Regions from separate parts of the Mus musculus genome. Here all the other regions are linked to region 3. A link is a contact called in public Hi-C and promoter capture Hi-C data. All regions are on one chromosome and are shown on one strand. Each heading gives the region's core, a stretch centred on a gene start, on an enhancer-like site or on the middle of the called end of the contact. The rest is flanking DNA. Distances are from core to core; before and after follow the strand shown.

What was found. A called contact is a pair of places that touch in the nucleus more often than the background predicts. Capture Hi-C pulls out chosen DNA fragments and counts their contacts.
Region 1: a Hi-C map of liver shows a contact between it and region 3, with 2.2 times the contacts expected there. The contact joins two enhancer-like sites. A contact is called at or near these places in 1 of 15 datasets of contacts at CTCF or cohesin (pro-B cells), 10 of 484 Hi-C or Micro-C datasets (B cells, CD8 T cells, the N1E-115 cell line and 5 more), 3 of 115 datasets of contacts at active chromatin or transcription factors (bone marrow-derived dendritic cells, embryonic stem cells and intestinal villus epithelium) and 3 of 9 other capture datasets (adipose tissue, liver and pancreatic islet).
Region 2: a contact with region 3 is called in a promoter capture Hi-C map of liver. The contact joins two enhancer-like sites. A contact is called at or near these places in 1 of 15 datasets of contacts at CTCF or cohesin (the NIH/3T3 cell line), 6 of 484 Hi-C or Micro-C datasets (CD8 T cells, LSK cells, germline stem cells and 3 more), 1 of 115 datasets of contacts at active chromatin or transcription factors (microglia) and 3 of 9 other capture datasets (adipose tissue, liver and pancreatic islet).

What each region holds. Positions count from the first base shown.
Region 1 is chr13:98,940,655-98,943,871 of GRCm38.p6, reverse strand. All of the region lies in intron 1 of Gm35215 (a long non-coding RNA gene), which reads left to right. Among named protein-coding and RNA genes, the nearest start is that of Gm35215, 3.7 kb to the left of the region's middle. Within about 2 kb of position 1,326, at least 40 of the 459 cell types and tissues checked have an H3K27ac peak or open chromatin away from gene starts, as enhancers often do. A contact at or near this core is called in intestinal villus epithelium and liver, where this site is marked.
Region 2 is chr13:98,794,280-98,797,580 of GRCm38.p6, reverse strand. It overlaps Fcho2 (FCH domain only 2), which reads left to right. Exons shown (of 26, transcript NM_172591.3): 3 at 1,214-1,288. Among named protein-coding and RNA genes, the nearest start is that of Fcho2, 20 kb to the left of the region's middle. Within about 2 kb of position 1,925, at least 5 of the 459 cell types and tissues checked have an H3K27ac peak or open chromatin away from gene starts, as enhancers often do. A contact at or near this core is called in liver, where this site is marked.
Region 3 is chr13:98,866,485-98,869,423 of GRCm38.p6, reverse strand. It overlaps Tnpo1 (transportin 1), which reads left to right. Exons shown (of 24, transcript NM_178716.3): 8 at 2,256-2,378. Among named protein-coding and RNA genes, the nearest start is that of Gm34995, 52 kb to the right of the region's middle. Within about 2 kb of position 1,358, at least 50 of the 459 cell types and tissues checked have an H3K27ac peak or open chromatin away from gene starts, as enhancers often do. A contact at or near this core is called in intestinal villus epithelium and liver, where this site is marked.

The sequences.
Region 1 (3,217 bases), core at 77-2,576, 74 kb before region 3:
GAGAAATGTCTGGCCCGTACTCTGGCAGCCAGGGGAAAGAAACCTTAACCTAACTGTGGCTGAACAACTTTTATTTCTGGAACGAATAAATCATAACGCGTTTAACCATTTTGTACTGCAGAACACGTGGTTCCCCACATGCTTTCTTTTTTACAATGTAAATGTTGATGCTACCAGAAGTTTTGGAGTCTTTTCTCCTAAAGAAGCGACTCAATACAGGAATAATGAATACAGAAATTTCAAATCCTAGCTCTTTCCTTGACTAGCTATGTGATTTTAAGTAATTATCCATTCACCCCAGTTTTCTCCTGTGTAAATTGGGGATAATGAACATCCGGCTTCACTTCTGCTTTGAAGATGAAGCCACTGTATACTTACATGTTCATGGATTGAAAAAATAACACTGGTCTGGTAGTATAGGCCTCATCCCAGAGACTCAGGAGGCAAGAACATCACTAGGTCAGGATCTACCTTGGCTTCGGAGTAAATTCAAGTCCAGCCTGGGCAACTTAGTGAGACTGTCTCAAAAATATGGAATGAGGGTTGGGGAGATAGTTCAGTGGTAGTGACTAGCCTGGCATGTGTATGACCTTGAGTCTAAGTCCAGGGACCAATGCTTAAACCTCCCTAAAGGAAAAGGTCCTTTATGCATGGATAACACCCTACGTGATAACTGCTATAGCATTAAAGACCGAAACTTGACTTATTCTTAGTTGCAATAGGGCATGCATGCTATTCTGTTCTTGATTTCTAATCCTAAGTCACTCTTTAAATTACTTTATTGCATCAATCTATATTGACAGTGGTGATGCCTCTGTGATCTTGTGTGGCTTCTTCATAATTTTATGACATGCCCTTAAGCATATTAAATGTCACATATTACTGTACTGTTGCTTTCAATGTGGATGTATGTAATTGCAACTAAAAACTTTTAAAATTTTATTATTATTATTATTATTATTATTTTACTTATTCACTTTACATCCTGCTCACTGCCTCACCTCCCGGTCACCCTCCTCCCACAATCCCTCCTCCATCCTTCCTCCTGTTTCCTGAGTGTGTGGGGGCCCCTGGGTATCCCCCTACCCTGGCATCAAGTCTCAGCAGGGCTAGGTGCATTCTCTCCCACTCTAAGTCTAGACAAGGCAGCCCCGCTAAAAGAACATATACCAGTTACAGGCAACAGCTCCTGGGGTAGCCCCCACTCCCACCCCACCCCACCCCCACTCCAGTTGTTTGGGACCCGCATAAAGAGCAAGCTGTACATCTGCTACAGGCAGCTCTTTCCTGGTTGGCCTGTTCTCCGTGCACTTTTGCTCCCTAGTGATTGCTGCAAGGCCTTCGCTTTCTCTAAAGTCTGACAAATTCAAAATGCTGTTCCTTCAGCTGTCAAATTCCCTTCAAGGAATTTCCCCTGTCTCTTGTTTTCTTTCTTCTCTCGTTGTTTTGTTTGTTTGTTTGTTTTTGTTATGTTTGTTTGATTCGAGGCATTTAAAACATTCATGGAAGCCCGTGCTTCCAGCTTCTATTTTTTTCCACCACCACTTCCTCTCCTCTTTTTTTTTTAAATTTTTTTTCCTCACCACTAGATTTGTTAATATTTAACTCCCTGTAGTTTTGTCCTTAAGGGCAGACTGTTAACCATCTATGTACCTGTGCAGCTAGCCTAGCTCCAGCGCTTGATCAACAGCCAATAAATAGCTGTGCAGTGAATAACGAAGGCGTAAGCAGAAGTCCATAGACCACAGAAGTGCACACGAAGGCCACGTTTCTTTAACAGCCAAGTTAGGGAAACCACACACCTACATGTTATAGCCTCTGAGAAACCTGCTTCTCCCTGGGATTGGCCTCCTGGGGGGCCATTACTGCTCCACAAATGCAGTCATTGTCTTGTTATCACTGCGTCCCAGAGGGTCACTCCTGTTATCTGGTAGCTTCTCCAGAATGACATTCTGTCCTATTAGTTTCTCTTCCAAGAATGGACTTTGAGCTCTCTCTTAAGTCTCCAAGGGGCACTCTTGCAAGAGAAACGCAGTTAAGGGCTCGAGCTATGGAGCTCAATGGAAGAGTGTTTGCCCAACATGTATAAGGAACTGGGTTGATCCCCAGAACCACAAAAAGTGATTGATTGATTAATCAATTGACAAAAATGTGCTGCAGATTTTTTGTTTGTTTATTTGTTTTGTTTTGTTTTGTTTTGTTTTGAGACAGGGTTTCTCTGTGTAGCCCTGGCTGTCCTGGAACTCACTTTGTAGACCAGGCTGGCCTTGAACTCAGAAATCCGCCTGCCTCTGCCTCCCGAGTGCTGGGATTAAAGGCGTGTGCCACCACGCCCGGCTGTAGATTTTTATTATTGTTTTTTGTTTGTATTGTTTCAAGACAGTGTCTCACTGTATAGCCCTGGCTGTCCTGGAATTCACTATGTAGAGTTACAGAGACCCACGCAGCCTCCTGAGGGCTGGGATCAAGCGCATTCACTGCCACCATGACCAGCAGATTTAGATGTGAAAAAGCAAATATACTATGGATGCCAGCAACTACTGGAACACCCAGTATACAATGTCCAGTTCACCCCTACTAGCAGAAATCTCCAGACAGCTCCACACTCTAGACCAGAGCCCTGAGGACTGTGGTAAGAAAGGAATCAGCTAGACAGACAGAAGAGACCTCGATACCTCATGTCTCTCCTCAAAAGGCAGTTATAGAGCGGAAATCCCCATTAGGGCTCAGACGAGTCAGTGATGATCCATTAGCAGTGTATCTCTCAGGTCTGAGTTACGATGTCTTTAATGAAACCATGGGATGCTGATGGTCCAAACAGTGTTCTAACAGCCTGGCTCCCACCGAAAGCACTTTTATACACTTCATCTCCAGACAAGGGCAAGATCTACACAACTTTAGTGCTCTATGTCCATCTATCCCTCCCTCCCTTGCTCCCTCCCTTCCTCCCACTCTTTCTCCTTTCCCTTCTCTCTTCTTTCCCCCCTCCTCCCCTCCCTCCCTTTTTGTCCTTAAAGCAACTACTTTGGAAGAAAAGTGGGCGCCTAAATCCATATTCCAGGATGAAAATAAGAAATTACACTTGGGTTCCAGTCCAGTTGGATCCTGACCCAGTTGTTCACCCCTTCGGGTCTTTCTCTATATAATGAGGGCCTGTGTAGACTTTGCCTCTGGTGCTCTTGGCCTATCCTTTCCTTTTCGACTAAGACATAAGAAA
Region 2 (3,301 bases), core at 676-3,175, 72 kb after region 3:
ACAGGCGTGTCCATGTGCCAGGTTGGGGGTTAGAGGACATCTTGTGGGGTTTAATTTTCTCCTTCTCCCATGTGAGTTCCAGGGATTAAATTCAGCTTGTCAGGCTTGGTGGCCATCTTCCCAGTCCAGGTTCATTATCGTAACTACACCTCACCGTGGTGGACAGCAGTAAAGTTGCCGACTACACTGAGTACCTATCCACAGCTCCGCCTGGGATCATTAGACTTAATGTATACTGGCCTTACATTTGTGATTGTCCTGCTTCAGCGTCCCCAGTGCCGGGATTATAGATGTGTCACCATGCTTAGCCTTACTGGTTTTGTTGTTGCAGTAATCATTTTATTAGTTGTTATTGTTAATTTCTTGGCGTGCCTAACTTAAAAATTAAAATTATATCATAGACATGCATAGGGCAAGAATATTTATTGTACATGTAAATTTATTATTCATACTTGCCATTGTTATGAGAAAATAATTGAGAAAACTATAGGAAAGGATTTATTTGGCTCCCAGTTTCAAAAGTGTTTACCCATGATCATTCACTTATGTTACCCTGACCCTGAGGCAAGGGCAGCCAGCAGCAGTTAGAGGATCTGGTAGGAGCTGCTTACCTAACATCACCAGGAAGTTCGGAGCACATAAGGAGAAGCTCAGAGCACGGTAAGGAGGCTGGGGTTGAGCTTTGTCTGCCCAGGCTACAGAATTCCTCCAGTATGTCTCCAGATTATAAATCCACCAAAGGATTAATCCATTATTCAGGGCAGAGGCCTCATGACCTCCTGCATTCTCAGTGATTGGGTTAACCAGCCGGAGACCAAACCTTTAACATAGGAACTTTTGGGGACACTAGGTATCCAAACCACTAGGATAGCCCTTAACACTGTCCAAGGTTTTAGACATCCACTGGGGTCCCCTGCTGGCTTTTTAACATGCAGCATGCTCTCATTTTTGTTTTTTTTTTTTGTTTTGTTGTTTTTTAATTTTTTGAGACAGGGTTTCTCTGTGTAGCCCTGGCTGTCCTGGAACTCACTCTGTAGACCAGGCTGGCCTCCAACTCAGAAATCCACCTGCCTCTGCCTCCCAAGTGCTGGGATTAAAGGCGTGCGCCACCACTGTCTGGCTTTCATTTTTGCATTTTTAATTAAAGTTTTGTAACTTTGTTATGTTTGGATCACTAAACAATAGATAATATAACAGCAATTTAATTTAACAGAGCTACAATAGAAGAGGCATACTCCAGATCAATGACAAAACTAGCGAAATCTGCAAGCAATTATTCACAACTTGGGTGAGTTAATTTCTGGCTGTTTTTGAAAATTTATTAAGGCAAAGTTCTTGAGACTATTGGGTTTCTGCTAAACATCTGAGAGTTTGTAAATAAAATGATATTCAGTGATATATATCACTTAGTGCTAATACAGTTTCAAAGTGTGTTAAAGTGGAAACTAAAGGGTTCCTTGGAAAGCCAGTTCTGTCGGATGGTGTTTTGCTGGGGCAAACACATAAAGGAGTGTTTTCTTGAAGTGGACACGATTGGAAGGATGTTTTGCTAAAGCAGACAAGTGAAGGGACATTGAGCTGAGGCGGACACAGGTGAAAGGATGTCTCACTAAGGCGGATTCCTGAAGGAGTGTTTGGCTGAAGCAGACCCAGGTAAAAAGATGTTTGGCTGAAGCAGACATGTGAAAGGATGAATGATGAAGGAGTCTTCGCTAATGACACACAAGTATTGATCCACTTTGCATTGCGCAGTTGAGCTCCATTTGTCAAGACTCCATAGAGAAAAATGCACCAAAAAAACTTCTGGTGGTGTTCTGGCAGCTTTTTGCCACTTCTGAGGGAGGACTCAGGCCAATTGGCAGAGTGATATCAGCTGGTACAGACTCATTCTGAGGCAAGACCCATGGAAGACATGTGATGTTTGAAGGGAGTGTAAATAGGTCTCAGTGGACTGTGAGAGAGGCTTGCTTGTAGAGCTAGCTTTGCAGCAACACTTCTTGGTCTTAGCTGATTTGCTTTGTTGAGGGAGACACAACTAATAACTTCTCCCGGTGTCTGTCCCTGGTGGTCCTGGTCCCTCCTGCTGACTTGTGCTGATTCAGCTGAGGCCTGGCTGTCTCTGCTGGTATATTCATGAAGTATTTGCCAGTGGATCGAGCTGCCACTGCTGAATCCTGTGAACTGAGCTATTGATTTCCTGACAATGCAAATGGGATTTGCTCCAAAGAACAATTTCTAAACAGGTCCACTTCCCCCAAATCTTTTTTTTTGTTTGTTTGTTTTTTGTTTTTCAAGACAGGGTTTCTCTGTATAGCCTTGTCCGTCCTGGAACTCACTTTGTAGACCAGGCTGGCCTCGAACTCAGAAATCCCCCTGCCTCTGCCTCCCGAGTGCTGGGATTAATGGCGTGTGCCACCACGCCTGGCCACTTCCCCCAAATCTTAATAACCTTTCTTTTTTTCTCACTACATCTGGTGGGTGGTGGGCTAGAAGGGAGGTTAAAGCATTTAAGAACCATTTGAGTAGGTTGAGTAAAAAATCTAAAGCTACAGTGTGTTGTTAGGCAATTTTGTTATTTGTAAATATCTTAGAGTATATTTACAAAAACTAAAATGTCTATGAGAAAACTTAGTGATAAGGTTATGGCCGTTGATGTCTGTTGTTGCATATATGATTATGCAACAAAATGTCACTGTGAGCATGTGGCTGACTATATTGAGTACCTACTTAAAATGTCTGTTTCATACATATAAATATATTCCTGGTAGGCAATGTCATTTAGTTACTGAATCAGTCAGTACGAAGATAATGAAACTTTTTCTATAAAAAATTTTGAAGTTAAAATATAACCACATTTTCTCCCTTCCCTTCATACCTATACCCTCCTTTGTTTTCACTCAGATTCATACCTCTGGTTTTTTAAATGTCATTACATAGATTTACATGTTTATGTATGTATAAACATATAAATACAACCCCCTTAGTACTTATAGTGTTGTATGTGACTTCAGGGCTGACTGTTGGAATTGGAGCCCCCTGAGGAGCTCTGCCATGGAGACTATTCTTTTCTTCTTAGTGTTTCTTGGTTGCCTGGACTTCTTTGTCTAGGATTAAGGCTTCATGAAAATTAGTTTTTCAGTGTATTGATTTAATATTGCTAGGTTTTGAGATTGCAATTAAATATGTATAAAGTACTATTCTAGTTTTCTGAAAGTTCATTTAATTTTTGTTGCACTTCAGCAGTGATCTTTAAAAACTCATTGAAGTGATCTAAAGTGGTAATACATGACCTGTAATCCCA
Region 3 (2,939 bases), core at 109-2,608:
GAGGGATTTGTGAGGGCAGGATGGGGGGGGGGTGCTGCTGCTACGGGGATGAATAATATGATAGATTAGTGAAAGAGACTAAGATCTGGCCATGGGGGCTGGAGAGATGCTCAGTGGTTAAGAGCACTGCCTGCTCTTCCAGAGGTTCTGAGTTCAATCCCAGCAACCACGTGGCGGCTCACAACCATCTGTAATGAGATCTGACGCCCTCTTCTGGTGTGTCTGAAGACAGCTACAGTATACTTATTTATAATAATAAATAGATCCTTGGGCCAGAGCAAGCAGGGTTGACTGGAGCAAGCAGAGCCAACCAGAGTGAGCAGAAGTCCTAAATAAAATCCCCAACAATCACATGAAGGATCTCAACCATCTGCACAGCTACAGTGCACTCACATGCATAAAATAAATAAATAAATCTATTTTAAAAAATAATAATCTGGCCACAGTCCATAAGCAGAGCAGTTTCTTTTCAGAACCTCTTCCTGATTGCAGCAAGCAGAAAAGCTGAAATTCTAAGAAGGGATGGAGTCATTTTAATTTTCTCAACAGCTTCTTTCTGAATTCTCTCTGTGGACCAGGCTGGCCTCTTACTTCCCGGATCTGCCTGCCTCCACCTGTCCACCCCGCCCCACCCAGCCCAGCGTGTTTAAGGATTTGTAAGAAGTGGTGTGTGCATGAGTCCTGGGACAGTTGTCAGTTCACTCCTGCCTTGCTGAGACTGAATTTCCTGTTTCTGCTACTGTGCTATAGACTGCAGACTGTCAGGCCTCCCTCCGGGCTTCCTGGCCGCCTTCTCTGTCTACAGCCCAGCTCACTGTAGGTGTTGCTGGCATTGCAAACGAGTGTCACTACATCAGGTTGTTTTGTTTTGTTTTCCCCTTTTGAAAAAACAAAACAACAGCTGAATGCTAGGGGCAAATCTCAGGTTGTTAGACTTTGGACACAGCGTACATGCTCACTCTGAGCGGACTCTCTCTCGCTTTAGTGTCTATCTTAGAGTGGCCTTGAACTCTTGATCTCTCAGGACAACCAGAGGGCACCAGCTTCTGTGCCCATCCTAAAGGTGGCTTGGTCTTAGTAAAAACTTGTTATAGTCAAAAATTATCAGTGTGGACCTAAGATTCCATGCAGGCTAGTTTCAATTCCTTTACCAGCTGGCACATTTTTAACCCCTGCTAATTATTAATCTATGAAATGAATAATATTAGTATCTTGGGCTGTGACAATTGGATATACTATTCTGTGTAATGCTCCCACTTATTAACCTTCTAGAGGAGTTTATAAGCATTAGCACAGGAGTGGTGACTGTTCACTTTCCTCTCTACTAGTAGGTAGGTAGTTGACTTGGTGAATAGCAACGATCTAGGCTTGGGTTGTTCTCCGGCTCCCTCTGCTGCTCCAATAGGGAAGTGAGCACTTACACCCAGAGGATGATGCAGTGCCATTAGTTTGTTAATTAGCTTGTGGGTGGGTCTTTGAAACAGGATCTAGCTTAGGCTGTCCAGGAACTTCTGCCTCAGCTTTCAGACAGCTAGGACTGCACATACAGCAATCCAAAAAAAAAAATTTTTTTTTTAAATTACATACAGCTGAGCAGCTGGGAAGATGGCTCAGTCTGTAATATGACTTTAGCTCAGATTGATTTCTAGCACTCAACATAAACAGCCAAGCATGGCATTGTGTGCCTATAACGCCAGCACTGGGGTGGGGTAAAGGAGGAGAGATCCCTTCAGCTTGATAACCAACAAATGTCAAGAAGAATTGTGAGGCTTCAGGTTTAGTGAGTGAGCTCACCTAATTAAAATGGTGGTGGTGGTGGTGGTGGTGGTGGTATAGCAGTATAATAGACTGGCTGTGGGATACCTCTGGTCTCCACGTGCACACACTCCTCTCACACACATGTACTTACTTACCTGCATCACTTACATGCCTATACCCTGCACACAAAGCCTGGCTGTCATTAAGAGTGGTGTTTTAGGCCTGGAGAGATGGCTTAATGAGGAAGTACCACTCATCTAGAGAACCTGAGTTCATTCCCAGCACCCACATCAGATGACGCATAACCAACTCCAACTCCAAGGACTGACTTGGCCTCTGTGGGCACTCGTACTTTGTGCAACCCCCAGATGTGTATGTGCACAAAGGAGTTCCAGATTAGCCACAGTGCACAAAGAGACTTTTTCCCACAAAATCAAAAAGGAGAAAATAGAAATTATGGTCTAACTAGGAGGGAACCTGTGTTTCGTGTACAACAGAACCTCTTTGCACTGGCTGGCGACGAGGAAGCAGAGGTGCGGAAGAACGTGTGCCGGGCGCTTGTGATGTTGCTTGAAGTCCGGATGGATCGCCTGCTTCCTCATATGCACAACATAGTCGAGGTAACCAAAGCATCCCCTTTGAGGGAAGACACATGAAATAGATATGGCTGTTTTTAAATTGTAAATCCTCTTGGTCAGTTTTGTTTTTGTTTTGTTTTGTTTTGTGAGATTTAAGTTATTATTAGAGGGGTTTTTTTTTTGTTTTGGTTTGTTTTTTGTTTGTTTTTTTTTTTGGTTTTTTTTTTTTTGGTTTTTCAACACAGGGTTTCTCTTTGTAGCCCTGGCTGTTCTGGAACTCACTCTGTAGACCAGAGTGGCCTCAAACTCAGAAATCCGCCTGCCTCTGCCTCCCAAGTGCTGGAATTAAAGGCGTGCGCCACCACTGCCCGGTGGAGGAATTATTTAAACATAGAGACTAGGTTTTGCTCATCATGACTAGGAAATTCTCATTAAAAATAGTATGCCGAGTTATAGGTATTTGGGGGATATTGGGTGATGTATTCTTGGATTGTTATAAAATAAAATTAAAAATTGAATCTGTCAGTTTGTAGTTTCATTATCAATATGATTCGCCTAATTTTGTGACTTAGCAGAAGGTTGAGGTTTCTAAGAAGGACATTG